Regions from separate parts of the Sus scrofa genome. Here regions 2 and 3 are each linked to region 1. The links are chromatin contacts, called in public Hi-C maps. All regions are on one chromosome and are shown on one strand. The core of a region is the stretch at or near the end of the contact, and the rest is flanking DNA. Distances in the headings are between cores, read along the strand shown. Region 1 overlaps PDZRN3 (E3 ubiquitin-protein ligase PDZRN3). Region 2 has its middle 140 kb from the start of PDZRN3. Region 3 has its middle 190 kb from the start of PDZRN3.

Evidence for each region. A called contact is a pair of places that touch in the nucleus more often than the background predicts.
Region 2: a Hi-C map of skeletal muscle shows a contact between it and region 1, with 4 times the contacts expected there. The contact joins two enhancer-like sites. A contact is called at or near these places in 2 of 47 Hi-C or Micro-C datasets (embryonic fibroblasts and skeletal muscle) and 1 of 2 datasets of contacts at active chromatin or transcription factors (skeletal muscle).
Region 3: a contact with region 1 is called in a Hi-C map of fetal skeletal muscle, with 2.0 times the contacts expected there. The contact joins two enhancer-like sites. A contact is called at or near these places in 1 of 5 promoter capture datasets (liver), 21 of 47 Hi-C or Micro-C datasets (alveolar macrophages, brain, embryonic fibroblasts and 14 more) and 1 of 2 datasets of contacts at active chromatin or transcription factors (skeletal muscle).

Annotation. Positions count from the first base shown.
Region 1 is chr13:54,782,572-54,786,367 of Sscrofa11.1, forward strand. All of the region lies in intron 3 of PDZRN3 (E3 ubiquitin-protein ligase PDZRN3), which reads right to left. Among named protein-coding and RNA genes, the nearest start is that of PDZRN3, 120 kb to the right of the region's middle. Within about 2 kb of position 1,555, at least 29 of the 83 cell types and tissues checked have an H3K27ac peak or open chromatin away from gene starts, as enhancers often do. A contact at or near this core is called in fetal skeletal muscle and skeletal muscle, where this site is marked.
Region 2 is chr13:55,046,010-55,049,661 of Sscrofa11.1, forward strand. No RefSeq gene overlaps it. Among named protein-coding and RNA genes, the nearest start is that of PDZRN3, 140 kb to the left of the region's middle. Within about 2 kb of position 1,687, at least 3 of the 83 cell types and tissues checked have an H3K27ac peak or open chromatin away from gene starts, as enhancers often do. A contact at or near this core is called in skeletal muscle, where this site is marked.
Region 3 is chr13:55,096,800-55,100,942 of Sscrofa11.1, forward strand. No RefSeq gene overlaps it. Among named protein-coding and RNA genes, the nearest start is that of PDZRN3, 190 kb to the left of the region's middle. Within about 2 kb of position 2,457, at least 19 of the 83 cell types and tissues checked have an H3K27ac peak or open chromatin away from gene starts, as enhancers often do. A contact at or near this core is called in fetal skeletal muscle, where this site is marked.

The DNA of each region.
Region 1 (3,796 bases), core at 305-2,804:
ATGTTTTGAAAACAACAGATTATCTTTAAAGAAGCAGCAGCAACAACAGAAAGCCATTTGTTGCTTCCACCAGGCCTGATTCATTTGTTGTACACTGGGGGGTGGAGGTGGGGGATAGGGGTGGGGAGGAGAGGCGCTGCTCTACCAAATGTTTCCTATCAGAGACAAGTATTCTGATTATCAGCAAAACACTAGATGGATGTGCCAGCAACTTGGTCAACGACTGAGCTTGGGGATTCCATAGAATCCATACTACATTCTTTCTGCCTCTTGCCTCCGTCCATTTTCCTGTCTACGAATCTGCTGCCTGGCAATCAGGCATGACTGTAAGGAGTGGATTACTGTGAGAGATGAAATTAGTGCTCTTGTCTTGTCCCGGAACTCCACTCCTAGGTCTCAACCACAGAAGAAATACCAGCATGCATGCACAGGGAGAAATATGCAAGGCAGTTCACAAAAACACAAGACCAGAGTAGCCAACAACCTCGAGATCCAGGAAGAGGGCCATGGAAAATGTGTGTGTGCTCTAGGCTGGGGAAAAGGCCTGGACCAGAGAGAAATCTGAAAGACCCAGAAGTATGAAATACAGTGGGAAAGAACCCAGAGCAGATTCATAGCAGGGCTTGCCCTCTGCACCGGGGAAGGGTCTAGCTGGGGAGTGGGTGGGAGGCGGGTTCAGATCCAAGGAGGGCTTTAGATCTAGATGTAACATTCTACAACTCTAACACGAGACTATGAAGGAAACTGAGTTCAGATAGTCTCACTATATAAATAGAGGAAGAAAAAAAAAACCCTCTGAAAGTGGGTGTGGCAAATGGGACTACTTTTAGAGGGCAGGTGTACAGGTGACTCAATTTCTCCTTTGTGCTTCTCTCTTTTTCATTCTTTACCCTCAATAAAAAAAACACAAACACACCTTTCTCCTGTGGCCTTCTGGATGCCCACCATGAAGAACAAAAGCTACAATGCAAGAGACAAGGGCTAAAGCAGGAAGCAGGTACTGGCTATTTTTCATTTTTGGCTGGTCCACAGCATATGGAGCTCCTGCGCCAGGAATCAGATCTGAGCCAAGGTGTGAACTAAGCTGTCAGTGTGACACCATCAGATCCTTAGCCGCTATGCGGAGCCTGGGGTCAAACCCATATTGCCGTACGTCCAAGATGCTGCCAATCCCGTTGCGCCACAGTGGGAGCTCCCAGGTACTTGCCTCATTCCTTCTTGTTTGTGCCAGAAAAAGGATCCTTCTTTGCAACCCTGCCCCCGCCCCCGCCCCCGAGCCCAGTCCTGGATATCCGCTGATCCTCTTCTGCAGCCAGGGGCCCCTGGGGCTGGCTTTCGGGGTGAATCTGGTTGGATCCCATACTTGGTCTTGCTTGTGTCTTTGAACAGTCTTTGCAGGCAAGTTTTCCACTCTCGGGTTCCAAGTGCTCCAGGCGGTGGGAATGGTTTTGCTGCCAGTCTCCTCTTGAGGCTCGGGGCCTGGGGCAGCTCAGGGATGGAAAGAGAGTGTGGCCCTGTTTCTCACCGCCCCACAGTCCCGGCTGTAGCTTCGGCACACAAAGCGGGTGTTGCTGTAAAAAAGCCGTTCTGCTGGCACTCGGAAAACAAATCTGTAGAGGATCTGAACCAAGGCTCAGCCGCCAAACAGACATCTCATTGTGCTCAGGGTTTCAAAAAGGAGCCCTTCCGAAGTGGGGGCCTTTCAGGCTGACAGTTAAATCACAACGGCCGGTATTTACAGCAACAGCTTCCAACTGTCTGGCCGAATCCATCATATTCCTATTTCACAGAAACCAGGGGTGGTTAACAACACAGAAGCTGGGGGCGACCCGAAAGTAAAGGGCGGGTGAGCCAGAATGTGTGTAAGAAACCAGACCTTCCATACGGCAGGAGTTAACACATGCCTTCGCCTTTCGTAAACAAGTTTTGTTGTTGTTGTTTTTCAATCAAGTGACAAATGTAATAGATCAGAAGACACCCACACAGACAGGTCTTAAGGCAGCTTTATGCTCATTAAATCAAGTCCATTCCTGGAGCACTTTCAGCCGTGGGGGGGCTGGGGGTGGCAAGGAGGTTGCGTGATTCTTAGCTTCTTACTAAAAGCTTGGAAAGCAGAGCTCCGTGGGCCCAGAGCAGCAGCCAACCGTTCCAAATGCAGACAGGAAACACCTGGAACTCTGCGCCACTCGGGCCTGCACTTTACGTTTCAAAACAGAGGATTCTGAATTGTTCATAAATATTTGTCTTGTTTCAATAAAACACTCTTCAACCAGTTTCATAAACCCTCGGTTCAGAAGGCTCAAACATACACGCTACTAGTCGTCCACATTCTTTTAACATTGCATCTATTTATGTGGACGATATTCTGGAAACCTAAAACCCAAAGGAAGGCGTTTAATGGTGTCATAAGGGAATTGCAGGGCTTTTTTTGGGGAGGGGAGGACAAGTTTCCCCATCAATAAAGCCCAAATCATGCTTGTTTTCTGAAAAAGGTTTTTAAAAATACTAAATTGGAGTATAAATTAAACCCAAGTTTCCCTAACTTGCCCATTACAGTAAATAAAACCCAGACAAACCCTTCTAGGGACTTAGAAAAGGCCTTAGTATAACTGACAATTAAACCTCCAGCTATAGGGCAGAGTCAGACCAAGGGCTCTGGAGCCAAACATTCATACCTGCACGTCCATGAACATGTCAAACCCTTTAAAATATTTTAAAAAGCAAGTTTTAGACACTGCAACGAAAATTAACTCGGCTTTCTTGTTGAAAATTCAATTTCTGAAAGCTGTTTTCTTCCTATTTTTACTCTTCCAGATTTTCTACCATGTACGTAGACATGTATTGCTTTCATTTACTGTAAAATGTACTTTGATAATCAGAAAAATGAAAATGTCACACACACGTAGACATAGAGATGGAAGTGATCGGGGAGGAAAGGGAAAAGATGGGACCTGTCCGGAGCCGTTCAGAGATGCTGTGTGTCTCCCCCAGGAGAGCCCTGGGGTGCTGGGAGCACCTATGGAAATTACGAAGGCTGGTTCCAGGGCTGGGACTCTGCAGGGCGGGGGGTGGGGTGGGGGTGGGGGGCTGAGATGAGGCTCCAAGGAAGTACCAGCTGCATCCTTGAACCCAGCTTGCCTGCTGGGGCTCCCTGACTTCCCCCCCTGCAAACTTAGTCCTCCAAAGTTGACAAGAAAATGGAGAGGTTCAGGGTTCTCAAGAATTAAGTGGGAAAGTAGGTCATGAAAATATGAATAAAGACAGCAATGAGTGAGCTACGCTTCTCCTTTCTTCCTTCCTCTTCCTTCCTTTCACTCCTTTCTTTCTTCCTTTTCTCTTTTACTCTTCCTTTTTCTTTCTTCCTTTCTTTCTTTTTTTCTCTCTTCTCTTTCTCTATCTCTTCTATTTCTCTCTTCTCTTTTTAAGAAGTTGCGATTAAAATTCTTCAGTTGGCCATAAACGGCTCACTCTGGTCCAACTGAGAAATTTATCAGCGCTCTGCACCCCCCCACCCAGCACAGCTGATGAAGATTAGGCCTGGCAGTGATAAGAGATTTCATAGAAGCTCTTCGGAACCATAAAAGGCAGTAGTTAGAGGTAATGATAAACTAATTCTGAATACACGGGGCAGCAGACGCTCAGGCTCAGGTTGATGATTAACGTGCTGGACTCTGGCCAGTTAAGAAGTTGTTTAACCAGCGCCCCTGAGAAGCAAACCTGTTAACATTCACATGTCCATAACGACAGCCACTGTTTTCCCTCCATCTACACAGAACTGAACTGCAAGGAAGTTTTC
Region 2 (3,652 bases), core at 437-2,936, 260 kb after region 1:
CCCTCGAGAAGCTCACAGTCTCGACGGAGCATTTCCTGACATGTTCTCTTCCAGCCAGCAGCATCAGTATCACCTGGGAACTTATCAGAGAGGCAGATTCTCAGGCCCCACCTGGAGTTTGCAAATTAACAGTACTGGGGTTGGGGCAGCTGTCTGTGTTTTAATACGTCCTCCTGGCAATTCTGATGTGCTGCAGAGTTTGAAAACCGCTGTTCTAGAGGGGAACTCAGACCTAAACAAGCAATTATAGTTTAGTGGGGGCCAGTACTATTTGCAAACGCTTGACATTTTAAAGAAACACTTTGTTAAGAGTCAGGCTGCTGTGCCAGTATAAATAACCCCCCCCCCCAATCTACTTGTCATTTTCCATTTTCTTATCCTTTTCATTTTTCTAAAGGGAGTGAACATACACTTCAAACAGAGGGGAAAAAAAAAAAACAACAACAACAACAAAAATAAAACACAAATAGCAGGTCCAAGACCAGGGAGCTGTAGCCTTGTTTAACCAGTTTTCGAAATCCAGTTAAACTAGGCTATAACTCTTGAGGCTGGCCCACACTCTGCATTGTTGAAACTCCAGAATTTCCAAAGGGATGGAAACAAGAGGCTCAGTGTTGCCTGGTATTAGCCAACAGAACACCTAGACAATAGGAGTCACTCACAAAACCAGGACTTAATACAGAGCTCAGGATCTGAACCTCAGTGGAAAAGTAGCCTGTGTCCAAGAGAGCAGGCCAGTCTGATTTCAGCCTTCCTCTGTCTGCACTGACCACCTTGAGCGTCTCTGCTCACAGTTTCTGACTGTTGGCAAGAGCTATGGTCAGCACAATTTTTAGTGAGCACCAGTGGGCTATTTCCCTACTATCCTGACAAAGACCAATTGGCCTTTGCAGCTGTCTCTGATTTTAGCTGGAAAAAAAAAAAAAAAAGACTCCCCACCTCTGGACTTTTCTATCTCATATTTATCCACTGAGCAATACTTGGTAAACCTGTTTAATTGGTCTGAATAACTCAGACTTATTATCAGCTGATAAATCAGCAGGATATTCTTAGAAAATTAGGTTGGCCCTAATTGTGTTTTATTATTTTTTTAGGCAAGAAGATTTATTAAGATAGGATGCTTGCGAGAGGTGCAGGCGGACAGGCATGGAACCTCTCCTTAATCATATTTTAAAATTTGGAAGTATAGCACACACACACACACACACACACACACACACACACACACACAAGATAAAAAAGAAAAAAAAAAAGGGAAAAAGAGTTTGAGAGTTTGACTCAGTTTTGAAGCAGTGAAATTATTGGCCATTTCATATTTTCTAAGATGTCAGCTGAAGCCCATATGAAAACAGTTAAATGCTATTCTAAGAGAATCCAATATGCTAGGAATATGATAGGGGATGTTGAATGGAAAATTCTGTAATTACTATGTTCATATTTCATGGTAAAATATATTCAAGATTAACTGTATTCTAATGAAATGGTACATGTATCCAAAACATTTGGGAGCAGCTTTGTGGGGTGGGAAGGAGGAATAATTTAATTAGGCCACAGATAGAGTTTTCATAGAATTCCTTGCCGTACACAACTGGTTTTGAAACACTTCTTTCACAGCTTTGAGCAACCAGTTGTGAAATCTGCATTGCTAGGAAATAGAGCAGCCAGATCTTTTCTGTGCTACACACATGGGCCTGTATTTGATGCCATGGGAGCCATGAGGCTCAGGACAGACCCAAGGTATTGCTTGTATACACAAAGCCCTCTGTGGGTTTCACAAGCATCCACTGACTTTGGAAATCAGTCAATTCTTCTGAAAATATATACAATGTTAAACCACAGGCTGAGTTTTCAATGTTGTAAACATTCTCACAGCAAGAGCAAAAATAGCCCACGTTGATTCATGATCTGTCAGTGCTCACTCTTAAGAGTGGCCAAGAGGAGCAAAGAAGCAGGAAAGAAAGGAGTTTGGGGTGGTAGATGCAAACTATGACACTTAGAAAGGAAAAGCAATGAGGTCCTACTGGGGAACTATATCAAGTCTCTTGGGATAGAAGAGGATAGAAGGTAATATAAGACAAGGAATACATGTATATATATGACTGGGCCACTTTGCTGTACAGCAGAAATTGGCACAACACTGTAAATCGACTGTACTTTAAAAAGAGAGAGATAGACAGACAGACAGACACAGAGAGAGAGGGGAACAGAGAGGGAGACAGACAGAGAGAAAGGATAGATTTCAAATAAACCAGCAGGCCTAAGTACCCTGGAATTTTCAACCTGCCAGAAATTTCAGTGAAACAGTTCAAGGGCAAATCTTTCTTGGAGGCTCCTTGGATAATAATAAGACACCTTAGATGTGTGAAGGTGACCGGCACTGGCAGAGCTGCTGGCTGGCTGCCCACCTAGTTCCACGACTTTAGAACTTCACTTCGATTTTGGATTCACGCAAATATGAGCATCAGAGAGGAAACAGCCCCAGCTGATGTCCAGAGAGAATTTCTCATCAGGGCTCATCAGTACATCATTATTGCAAAGCAAGGAGGGGTTTTCCAGGCTTTCCCAATTCTCAATGTATCTTGTACTTAGAGAAAAAAGAATCACTGGATTCCATTCATGGGTTGAGGAGAGAGGGGAAAATGCAGGAAGAAATGGTGTTCATGATATTTATAATATGCACATAGGAGGAAAAAAAGAGATTCAAAATAAACAATATTGATTATGTGAATATTTTAATTGTATAGGTTTTTAAAAATTTAGTTAATGGTATTTTTCTTCAATTGTTCTCTATAGTTTTCATGGCAAATTTACTGAGTTTAATAATCATTTTTTAATAGGGGTGTTTTAAACTGATTTTTGTAAACCTTAATACCTGTTTAAATCCATCATACTTTCACATCATTCAAATGAGCTTGCTCCTGGATCTCACAGCCTCAATTTTAGAACTCATATTCACTGTTTGAGCCCACCATGTTTGCTCAATTTAATGACATATATGATTCTAGGAATTTCATAGATCACCAAGAAAGTTCTGTTTTTCTACTTCATCCAAGTACTTGAGTTCAAATCTCAGTTTCACAACTTATTCATCGTGTAAATTTGGGTGAGTTAAATACTTTTTCTGTAATTCAGCATCCTCATTTGTAAAATGGAGATAATAATAATACCACATAGGGTTGTCATAGAGGTTAAAATGAAATGATATAAATTAAGCACTTACGATAATACCTAGAATATCATAAATGCCATAGACACATTAGCTGATATTCTGAGTCAATCATTCATCATATACTGGTTTTTTATTTCTTATTTTTATTTTTTTTTATGGCTGCACCTGCAGCATACAGAAGTTCCTGGGCCAGAGAGTGAATCTGAGCTGTAGCTGCCACTTGTGTCACAGTTGCAGAGGTTGGATGTTTTAACCCACTGGTCTGGGCCAGGGAATGAACATGTGCTTCTGCAGTGACCTGAGACACTGCAGTCAGATTCTCAACACACTGCACGACAGCAGGAACTCCCATTTAACCATTTTTTTATTGATCAACTACTCTGTTCCACACTTCCTCTGATCACAGAGTCTTTGCAACTATAGTTCCCTTTGCCTGGAATGTTTTCCTCCTTTTTATTTGACTAAATTATATCTATCTTTCAG
Region 3 (4,143 bases), core at 1,207-3,706, 320 kb after region 1:
GTCCAAAAGAATAGACATGGAGAGTAGACTTGTGATTGCCAGGGGGCAGGAGAAAGGGAGAGGGATGTTTGGGGAGTTTAGGGTCGGTAGATGTAAACTATTATATTTGGAAGAGATAAGCAATGGGGTCCTACTGTACAACACAGGGAACAATGTCCAATCTCTTGGGTTAGAACATGATGGAAGATAGTATGGGAAAAAAAGAGAGGAAAAAAATATATATGTATATAACTGGGTCAATTTTGCTATACAGCAGAAATTTAAGGAACATTGTAAATCAACTATACATTAATGAAAAAATTTTAAAAACATAATAGAAAGCAGGATCTTGAAGAGAGATTTGTATTCTTATGTTTGCTGAGGCATTATTCACAAAACGTAGATACAACCTAAGTGTCTTTTGGTGCATGAATGGATAAAGAATGTGTATTACAGATACAATAGAATATTACCCAACCTTAAAAAAGAAGACTATCCTTCCATATCCAACAGCATGGCTTAAACTTCAGGATATTATGCTCAGTGAAAAAGTTAATCACATAGGGAAAAATGTGGCATGATACCACTTGTAAGGGGCATATAAAATAATAGAATGCAGAGAGTAGAATGGTGGTTTCCTGGAGCCAGGCAGACGGGAAGTGGAGAGTTGCAACTCACTGGTGTAAAGTTTCAGTTATGCAAGGTGGTGGAGTTCTAAAGAACTGCATTGTGCCGATAGTTGACAATACTGTATTGTACACTTTAAAATGGGTTCGGAAGGAAAAACTCATGGTAAATGTTTTTTTTTTTTTTTTTTTCACAACAACAAAAAAAAATGAGGGGCTGGTTACATCATTCATTCTTAAGGAAAGTGAAAATAAACCCCTTGGTAAAAGGACAGTGACTATCCTTCAGGCTCTGTGATACCCTAATCAGTTTTTGTGACATCATAATGGCAAAGGCCCTAACTACCCTTAGTCATGTGCTGTGTGTGTGTGTCAAGCTCTTTATGAGGCACTCAAGTGACATAGCTCATATAACTTCAAAATTGACCCTGTGAGGAGTTCCCGTCATGGTGCAACGAAAACAACTTCAACTAGTATCCATGACGATTCGGATTCAGTGCTTAGCCTTGTTCAGTGGATTAAGGATCCAGCATTGCTGTGAGCTGTGGTGGAGGTTGCAGATGTGGCTTGGACCTTGAGTTACTGTGACTGTGCTGCATCTCGGATTTGACCCCTAGCCTGGGAACTACCATATGCGGTGGGTGCAGCCCTAAAAACCAAAAAAAAAAAAAAAAAAAAAAAGACCCTGTGAGGTAAACAATCAAAGGATGCAATCTCACCTTTTAACCTTTTACAGATGAGGAAGTGGAGGCTACCGGGAGTGTCAAGCCCTACGTCCATGTTCAGACTCTAAAGTGTGTTGTTTTAAAGCCAAAACCCCCCACTTTTCAAAACTGTGCCAGTTGTCTCATCAGTGCTAAAGCAAGTGTTTGCGGTTGACCCCTGGCGCCTGTGCCCTTCTTTCAGCTTCCTAATTGGGATGATAAAGAGATAGAAATGAAGTATCAACTGGGAGAGCCTTTAGCTTGGCTAGGGCATTCTCACATGGAAAGTATGAGGTGTTGTCACAGGAGTAATTGGCCACCTGGGAAGGAGAGGGAGAGCCATTTTGCTTATGAAAATCCAGCTGGGCTCTTGTGGATTCTCTTCGTAACTCTTTACGAGGAAGTGTCTTGGGTACGTTTTCTATTCCAAAAAGACTGCTGCTAAAATGATGTGGGTTAGGAATGTGACAGAGCTCTGGCCCCGGAGCATTTGGTATGGAAATAAACAGCAGGGCTGATTATCTCTATTCAAGCTTAAATAAAACCTTATGAAGAGCTCAGCTGGTCCCTCCCCCACCATCCCCACCTCATCTCTTAGGAAAGACCGATGAGTTTTGGAACATCTATTACGAGAGAGCTTTTCCTTTCCTCCTTCTTTCTCTCTTCTCCTGAAATGAGGCCCTTTACTCCCAGCTGAGAGCCGCGAATCAGCACCACCCTTCACTCTTTCCTAAAATGTCTAAAGGCTAAAGAAACCCCTAAAATATTTCCACCAGATCTCCTTCTCTTGAAATTTTAAAAGACTGCATTTTCAGAAATGTAATCAGAAAGAGTAGGATGCAACCGAGCTTTGTTCATTAAAGTGGTGTTTTGCAAGAGCCATTAGATGTCAAGTAAGTTTTATTTTTTAAAGTCTTCTCTCTGCTCCCACCTCCCTCCCCACCCCCAAGTCTTTTATCTTAGAACCAGGAAGTCACATTTTGCCAGCCAGCTATGAACTGTAACCACAAAAAGTTGGAGATTGGTTCAAAGCTCGGGACGCATGAGGCTTGAATATGTTTTAACCTTGGCAGAAGGGATCCCTTGCTCATTATGGGGGAATGTGCATCCGCGGGCTGATGGGGCAGCTGTGTTACTGGTGACACGGCTGATGGGTTGTTCTCACAGTCTGAGGACGGTGCGAGCAAAACAGCCTTGTTCTGGGAGGTACTGTCCAGGCTGGAAGGGGTTAGTTTTATTTTCCACTGGGACGTAGTTATGGAAAGAATCTGCCAGGATTCGCTCCCTTTCTCTGCTCTCTCTCTGAGCTCAGCCGTTAAGGGGAAGGTCCCCACTAGTTCTCTTCCACTGGGAAAGAAAAAGCTAAGCCGTCCTGAGCATTTGCTCTCACACTCAGAATCTAACAGGGGATTTTCTCTCCTTAGTTTCATCTCTTCCATTAACCTTCCTTGCCCCTCAGTTTTTCTGCTTCCCCGGAAGCAGCTCCAGTTCCCTGAGCATAACTTGTGTGGTGTGTTGTCTTCCTTAAAGACTTGCACATGATGGGACTCTTCAGAGGCCTTTCTCCTTCCTGAAATGGATGACTCCTTGAATATCATCTTTTGTGTCGAGGCTTCCATTAAAATGATCTGTCCCTCTAAATCTTCTTGGCCACCACTGCAAAGAGTTCATTGCTCTTTTCAATTTGTTTGTTTTACCTCCCTATTCTCATATTGATTTGTGAAAGCACTTTTGAAACGGATTATAAACTTCTATAAGTCTATTTAACTTTCCAGACCCATGTTGTCCAACAGAAATTTCTATAAGGTAGAAATGCTCTCTATGTACATTACATGATATGGTATACCTACTAGTCACATAAGGCTATCAAGCACTTAAAATGTGGCCAGTGCACTCCAGGAACTGAAGTTTTAATCTTACATAATTTTACTTAATATAAATATAAATAGCTGCCCATGGTTAGACAATGCCATATTGGACAGCACAGCCATAGACTATGAACTTCTTCAGGATAAAGTCAATGTAGTGCTCATTCCCTGGGCTTGACACAATGCCTGGTACATAGCAGGAGCTCAGTCAACATTTAGGGGACTCAACTATTGCATACACTTCTGATAATGATCCTATCAGGCTGATATTACTAACTCTAGTAATTTCGTCTCTAGATACATTAACAGAAATAAGACAAAAACAAAATGTGTCTCAGAGGAGTTAAGGGATGGAGCCACGCTCTGAACCAAAATTTGTTTAAAATAAATCCCCCGTTCTTTCTGTTTCCATTGGCAGTGCTTTGGTACTTAGTAAATATGCATGTAAGTGGTTATATAAATGAGATGGACAGAAGCAACATTTTACAGAACAGTTAATTGTTTTTATACAGTAAGACATACAAAGACTTGCTTATATAAAAGCCGTAAAAAGAAAAAAGGAAAATGGCAGGTTGGCATGGTGTTTGTGCATCTTCAGCATTGCGCACATGTTTAAAGGACGTATTGGCTAAATGGATTGCTTTTAACAGGAGTGTTTCATAAAAGAGAGGTTAAAACAGCCAACAAGTTGGGCAGCTGGGAAGCAACTTGTGACTGTTAATTTTCAAAAGATAGCCTCAGAGTTTGGTAGCTGAAGATCAACATGGTGGAGGTAATGCTGCCATCTACTGGTCATCATTCACAGTTAACTGGTATTACAAAGCTTAAAAAAAAATTCAAGATGGATGGATGATGTTACTTATTCTTTTAATTTGTTATTACCTAACTCTACGCATTAAAAATAGTTTCAAAATTATTCTAAATTTGAATAAAAACAGTAGATATACTTCAAAATTTCCTTTATTT